Regions from separate parts of the Triticum aestivum genome. Here region 2 is linked to region 1. A link is a contact called in public Hi-C data. All regions are on one chromosome and are shown on one strand. Each heading gives the region's core, a stretch centred on a gene start, on an enhancer-like site or on the middle of the called end of the contact. The rest is flanking DNA. Distances are from core to core; before and after follow the strand shown. Region 1 holds the start of LOC123065153 (GDSL esterase/lipase At5g45910-like). Region 2 holds the start of LOC123069220 (signaling peptide TAXIMIN 1).

Region 1 (3,261 bases), core at 547-3,046:
AGTTTTAAAGTTTGAAAACTTTTGTTGTTTGCCTATATTTTAAATTTGAATTTGAATCGTTTTGCACTAACGCGAGTTTATCAACAGTAACCGAGGTGACGTGGCATCATTAGTAAAGGTTTACTGTAGCTTAATTATCCGGGCGTCACAGCGCCGCCCCGAGCTCCCCTGTCTTCCCCTAGGGTGCCATTGACACCGCCGTGATCTCCTCTTGCCTTTCTCCAGTTTCCCCTCTCGTTTGCTCTCGTTAGGTATTTCGCCGTGGCCGAGAACCACCATCCGCCATGGCCATTGCAGTTGTAGCCACTGAGCTCCTCGTATTGACCCCGTGGCACATGCCGCTCCTATGTGCGCCCATGCCCGAGCCTTCAGCTCTTCTTCCACGCCTGCGGGGCCACTCCCTCTCTGGCTCTCCATGCCCACGCACATGCCACACCGCGTCCGTCGCGCCCGCCGTTGCCATCACGCTCGCCACAGCCACCGCACCACTGTGCCCCGCGTGATGCACACCCTGGCTGCGCGTCACACTCTCACTGGCTGCGCTCGCCCCTCTGATGCCGCCTATCCCTTCGCTCGCCCCGCTGTCGCGCCCCTGCCTTGCGCCGCCTCCTGTCGCAGCCATCTTCTGTCGGCCGCCCCTTCAGCCATGCCGGCTGCATCTCTGCCCTCCACCGTCGGCCGCTCGCCTCGCCTGCTGCGTGCTTTTTCCTGCTGATATGCGCTGCTCTACCACTGGTACACTGTTGCGCCATGCCCTCGACACCGCCGTGGACAAACGTGGCGGAGGGATTGTCAGTGGAGTACAAGGAGGAGGTCGCGGAGAAGGTGTGGAGAGGCAAGAGATCTAGGATGGCGTCAGCTGGCTGTGGTGGAGGTGATTATGCGAGAAGGAGCCGGAGCGGAAGGAGAGGTCACAATTGGAAAGAATCACAAAAAAATCATAACCCGGAGATCTCATTCCAAAAAATGCTAATATCGATGGAGGGGTGATTTTCTTCAATAGGTGGAAAACATAGGAACTATTGGATGTTATCAAGGAAAGGTAAGAATTTAGAAAAGTTAGAATTCTGAACTGATTTCTATGCAAATGGGGTTTTATTGTTTGGTAACATGATATCGGTATCTGCCCGTTTGTGACGTGTCTGGTTAGGAAAGTTTGCAAATGTTAAGAAACTATTTATTGGGAGGAAAGTTTGTGATGTGTCTGTTGTTTGTTTCCTAAAACAAATTTCACTAATGAGAGAAATCGATTGATTTAGATAAGTTAGGAAAGTTAAATTCAAATCTATTACTTGTTTCTTAAAAATTTGTTATTTGTTTCCTAAGACAAATTGAATCAATAAAAGGAATCGATTGATACGAATAATTTAAGGAAGTTAGATCCGTGACTTGTTATACCTTAGGAAAGTCCTGGTTGTAATAAAGAGTGGAGAGAAAAATAAACCGATTGACCAGGATGGGAGGGGTGATGGGAGGAGAGACGGAAAAAAATAGCGAAAATAAACCGTGAAGACTATTCACCAACTGCTCCATTAGGAGTAGAGATTAACCATTGGACCAACTTAATATTACATCTTAAATTTGATGGTCCATGTACCCTAAAAAACTCTTTTAAATGGAAAAATTCCAAAAGTAGCAGCCCCTTTCTAATTATCGCACCGTTGTATTGTATTCTACGTGCACCGACTAATGGAGAGTCGGCGACACGTACGTACACTTGCAAGTCCGCAGTGACGCACTTAGGAGCCTATAATCGCTTGGAAGGCTTGTTGCCATGCCACCGGGTCATCTTCAACTCTGGCGCGGCCCGCCGATCGAACAGGCATAAAATTGCAAACGTTCTTGCCGCTGTATCTTGTAAGTTAGCAAATAGCAATGTTGACCAAGGCAGTGGTGTCCCTCCTCTTCCTCTTGAGCGTCTCCCGCTGCGGGACGTCGTGGCAGAGCTACGATGCGATATACAACTTCGGCGACTCCATCTCCGACACCGGCAATCTCTGCACGGGCGGCTGCCCGTCGTGGCTCACCATGGGCCAGCCGCCGTACGGAACCAGCTACTTCGGCCGCCCGACCGGACGCTGCTCCGACGGCCGCGTCGTCGTCGACTTCCTCGGTACATTCATCCATTCGATCTGTTTTGCGTGCCACCATCTCACTCGAAGTAGAAGCATCGGCATGCCAGGTAGATCATGGTTATGGCCTCTGACCTTTGGTGCTGCGCGTGCAGCTCAGTTCTTCGGTCTGCCACTGCTTCCGCCGTCCAAGAGGAACGGCACCGACTTCAGGAAAGGCGCAAACATGGCCATCATCGGCGCCACCGCCATGAACCTGGACTTCTTCCAGTCTCGCGGCCTGGGCAGCAGCATCTGGAACAACGGGCCTCTGGACACGCAAATCCAGTGGTTCCAGCAGCTCATGCCTTCCATCTGCGGCGGCGCCAGCGGTGAGTGTATATATATGCTGCGGGCCTTCGACTGAATTTTGTGAGGAATGTGCCTAAATGCGACGTGTCCATCTGCCTGTAGATTGCAGGAGCCACCTGAGCAACTCCCTGTTCATCTTGGGCGAGTTCGGGGGCAACGACTACAACGCGCCGATCTTCGGCGGCAAGAGCCTCGACGAGGTGTACACCTACGTGCCACACATCGTCAACAAGATCACAAGCGGCGTAGAGGTACACATCTTCCAGATATACCTCCTGAAAAAAAAAATTAGAGCGTCTAGCTCATCTAGATACCGTCCATATGATATGATCGTATCAACGCAGACGCTGATCGGGCTGGGCGCGGTGGACGTGGTGGTGCCGGGCGTGCTGCCGATCGGGTGCTTCCCGCTGTACCTGACCCTGTACGGGAGCTCCAACCAGAGCGACTACGACGGGGACGGCTGCCTTGAGCGCTTCAACGACCTGTCCCGCTACCACAACCAGCTGCTCAAGCAGGGAATTTGCAGCCTCCAGAGCAAGTACGCCGGCGTGAGGCTCATGTACGGCGACTTCTACACCCAGGTCACCGAGATGGTGCGTTCTCCCCGGAGCTTCGGTACGTCCGTGCGTGCGTGCATGCGATCACGCGCCGTCGCGCGCTTCTCCATGTGCCTCTTTCGGTTGATTAGCACATGTGTTTCTCGTGTTAGCAAACATCTCTAATTAGCAACATCAACAAGTTAAGCATGCACCGCCTCCTGCGAGTGGATCGACACGCACACACGTCAGTGCATGCAGGTGTCCGGCTTTGCGAGCCGGGGCGATGCTCACGGGAC
Region 2 (3,212 bases), core at 440-2,939, 170 kb before region 1:
CCAGTTGGCTTCACAAGCCAGGGATTAGGGACGCACAAAGTTTCCTTAGCCTCAAATTTTTTGATGGGCCATAACCCATAATTAGGAAAGTTGGGCAGGGGTATCCCCTGCCCCATCCTAGTTATTTTGCTTCACAAGTCACAACTAATACAAGGACTATGGACAGCAATTAGCAGGAAGTATACTACCAATTGAATGAAATGGACGGATGTATTGATTGAGCCACTTTCATCCCCTTTGCCAGAATAGCGATCCTGAAAAAATTAGTCTAATATACACCTGGTCAAACGTCAAGGACAAAATGTACTTGTATATTCTTTTTTATGTATATACGCATTCCACAACACGCAACATGCAGACCTCATGTAGTAATTTTTTCTTATGTTTTTTCTCAATATAGGTTTGAGTCTTCACTAAAGTAAGAAAGCATTTGCAGTAGGAAACTCTCCTAATGTTTTCGTGGTAAAAATAGAAAGCATTAGCTCAATACCATCCAATGTAAGGACGTCATGTGGGGCCTGAGGCCACATGCTAGTGACACCATGGATGATATTCTCTTCCGTGATCTTTGTAATGATACCGAGCAATATTGCCCCTTAAAGCAAATCCAGTTTTGTTGTTTCCGTGTCACGTACACATATGTTTCTCCAATGAGTTGATGACACGATACACAATTGAACAAATCATCGTAGACTTGTGCTGCTAAACACCAATTTCTGTCTTCAGTTCGGAAAAATGATGATTCAGTTGTGTATTTACTTTGGTGAATGATCAGGACAGATGCGCAAACGCCTCAAATTTGCACGGTCCGTGACCTGTACAGTAGTCATCAAGACTCTTACCTGCTTGAGGCATAATTTGCTGCTGGGAGGCGAGGTGTTGTTGGCCTGAGCTGCAAGAGCCGAAGAACAATGGACAAAGTGTAACCAGTTCATGTCAGCTACAGTTCAGTGGAAGGCCAAAAGTTTCACATTCTGTGATGTATCAGCGGATATGTGTTACAGTTGACCACGATGCTATTAAATCAATATATAGGATATTGTCGATCCGATCTGATCCCTTGTCACCCTGAAAGTTCAAGCTTTACAGTCCTGAAATCCCGTCTCACTGAGCTTTCCTCTGCCATTTTGTAGTGTTCCGATGTTGTCAGGGAGCATTTGAGTTTGTTGAGTAGTATCTGTCTGGAAAGGAAGCGGAATTATTGAGTTGGGATGAACTGGCCAGCGGCCGTGTGTACCGGCTGACGGCTGGAGAGACCAAACGGGCACGTGGGAGCCGGTGGCGCAACCGCCACGGGCGATCGGTCGCCGCCCGTTCTTCCAACCCCGCCCGCCGTGTCATACTGTGATTAGTCCAATGCCCCCAGACTAAACCCACCCGGTCGCGCGCCGGCACGCGTCTCCGGTCGCCGGCGTCGTCACGTTATCCCCCAAAATAGAGCCGCCTCAGTGGTCAAACACTGACGTCGCACCAACGCATCGCGTCACCGGGCCGTTGCAGCTGCCCAAGGGTCCTTCCGGGCAGCTTCCGTGGCCATCTCGGTCGTCCGTTCGCCTACCGACGGCCCGGGATCGCCCTTGCCGGATTTCCTCGCTGCCGCCTGCCCACTGCGGCGCATTATTGCCGACCTTGCCGCACGCGGATAAATCAAAACTCGCCGCGCCGGAAAGCGACCGCAGAGCCGGCCCGTCTCCTCTCCTCCCTGACGCTATATAGCTACTCGTACTGTGTTCCCCACGCCTAACCACCCCGACGCGTGACAGCCGCCGGCGCCGATCTGACCAGCCTCGCTTCGCCTGCCTCGTACGCGCGCCGGGGAAAGGGAAAGTGAAAAGGGAAGAGGATCAGGGGAAGATGTGCTGCTGTTGCGGCGGCGGCGACCGCGAGCACGAGCACGGCTGTCGGCCGCTCGGGTTCCTGCTCGGCCTGCCCTTCGCGCTCCTCGCCGTCCTCGTCTCCATCGTCGGCGCCATCATCTGGATCATCGGGTACGTTTCCTCCTCCTCCTCCTCGTTCCGCGCGATTTGCCACCGCCAACCTGGCTGTTGGTCTGATGTTTGGTGCGTGCTGTAACACAGGCTGCCCATCTCGTGCATCTGCCCGTGCTGCCTGTGCGTGACGCTGCTGCTGGAGGCGGCGGTGGAGCTCGTCAAGGCGCCGCTCCACGTCATGACGTGGTTCACCTCCAAGATACCCTGCTGATTCCTCGCTGATCAGGGACCGCTCGCTCGCCCCCCTCGCTCATGGCTTAGTCGGCCTTGCACATGTCCGCAGATTCTTGTTGTTTTTTTCACCTCGAAACATATGTTCGCAGATTGATCGGCGTATATTTCGTACCATGGCTGATGATTCCTGCTAGCTTCCCCCCTTGGTTCGATCGTTCCTGTGATCCCTTCCGCGATGTTTGATGATTGTGACTTTACTTCTCGTGACTGTTAGCGACTGCCTGTAGTTCTGTTTCCGCCAGATTCTTCGGCTGTTATTTGTCGGCGATTGCTATGGACACGATGTCTACCGTGTGCTCTCTTGATGTTGATCACTGGGCTTTTCTGCCTTAAGAGTATATCTGGCCATGGGCCGGGCCGGGCCGGGCTTGGGCCAGGCCTAAAAAAGCCCACAGCAAAAAAATGAGGCCCAGGCCCTCCCAGGCCCTACCATCGGGCCTACTTTTCAAGCCCAAGCCTGGCCCATCTGGTAATAAGCCCTAAAAAGCCATTAGGGCTTAGGGTAGTGGCCCGGGCCTCTTCCTTAAAATGCTAATATGCCAAGCCCAAGCCCGTCCAGGCCCTGCTTGTGGCTCAAAACTCAGACCCAAGCCCGGCCCACGGGCAAGCCCATCGGGCCTAGGCCCTGGATTTTAGGGCAGGGCCTGGGTGGGCCGACAGGGCCGTGCCTCAGATGGCCAGGACTACTTAAGAGTATCTACAACCGGACATCGCAAATCCGGCCCCCAATCCTGCTCTTTTAGAGCAACTCTAGTCGATCCCAAGAGCAACTCTAGTCGATCCCCTAAAGGTCTCTGATCCCTAAAGGTCTACAGAGAAATAAAATTTCACTCCGCACTTAGCTGGAGTCTAAATATACCCGATGCCCGCGCTGCCGAGTAAAAACTGGCCCGCCTCTTTCTCCCGCATTCGCTGCTGCTTCCTTCCCGCCGTCATTGCCCCACGCGCCACCGTCGCCACTAATGACTGTCCCGTCGCCGAAATGGG

The links. Hi-C and Micro-C count contacts between places; a contact is called where the count stands out from the background.
Region 2: a contact with region 1 is called in a Hi-C map of leaf, with 4 times the contacts expected there. The contact joins the promoter of LOC123069220 here to the promoter of LOC123065153 in region 1. A contact is called at or near these places in 1 of 5 Hi-C or Micro-C datasets (leaf) and 1 of 1 datasets of contacts at active chromatin or transcription factors (leaf).

Annotation. Positions count from the first base shown.
Region 1 is chr3B:173,197,330-173,200,590 of IWGSC CS RefSeq v2.1, reverse strand. It overlaps LOC123065153 (GDSL esterase/lipase At5g45910-like), which reads left to right and starts at 1,796. Exons shown (of 5, transcript XM_044488507.1): 1 at 1,796-2,113; 2 at 2,228-2,443; 3 at 2,526-2,674; 4 at 2,768-3,019. The coding sequence starts at 1,876.
Region 2 is chr3B:173,364,820-173,368,031 of IWGSC CS RefSeq v2.1, reverse strand. It overlaps LOC123069220 (signaling peptide TAXIMIN 1), which reads left to right and starts at 1,689. Exons shown (of 2, transcript XM_044492012.1): 1 at 1,689-1,988; 2 at 2,079-2,515. The coding sequence starts at 1,855. The coding sequence ends at 2,202. It overlaps LOC123069219, which reads left to right. Exons shown (of 7, transcript XR_006432356.1): 7 at 776-1,092.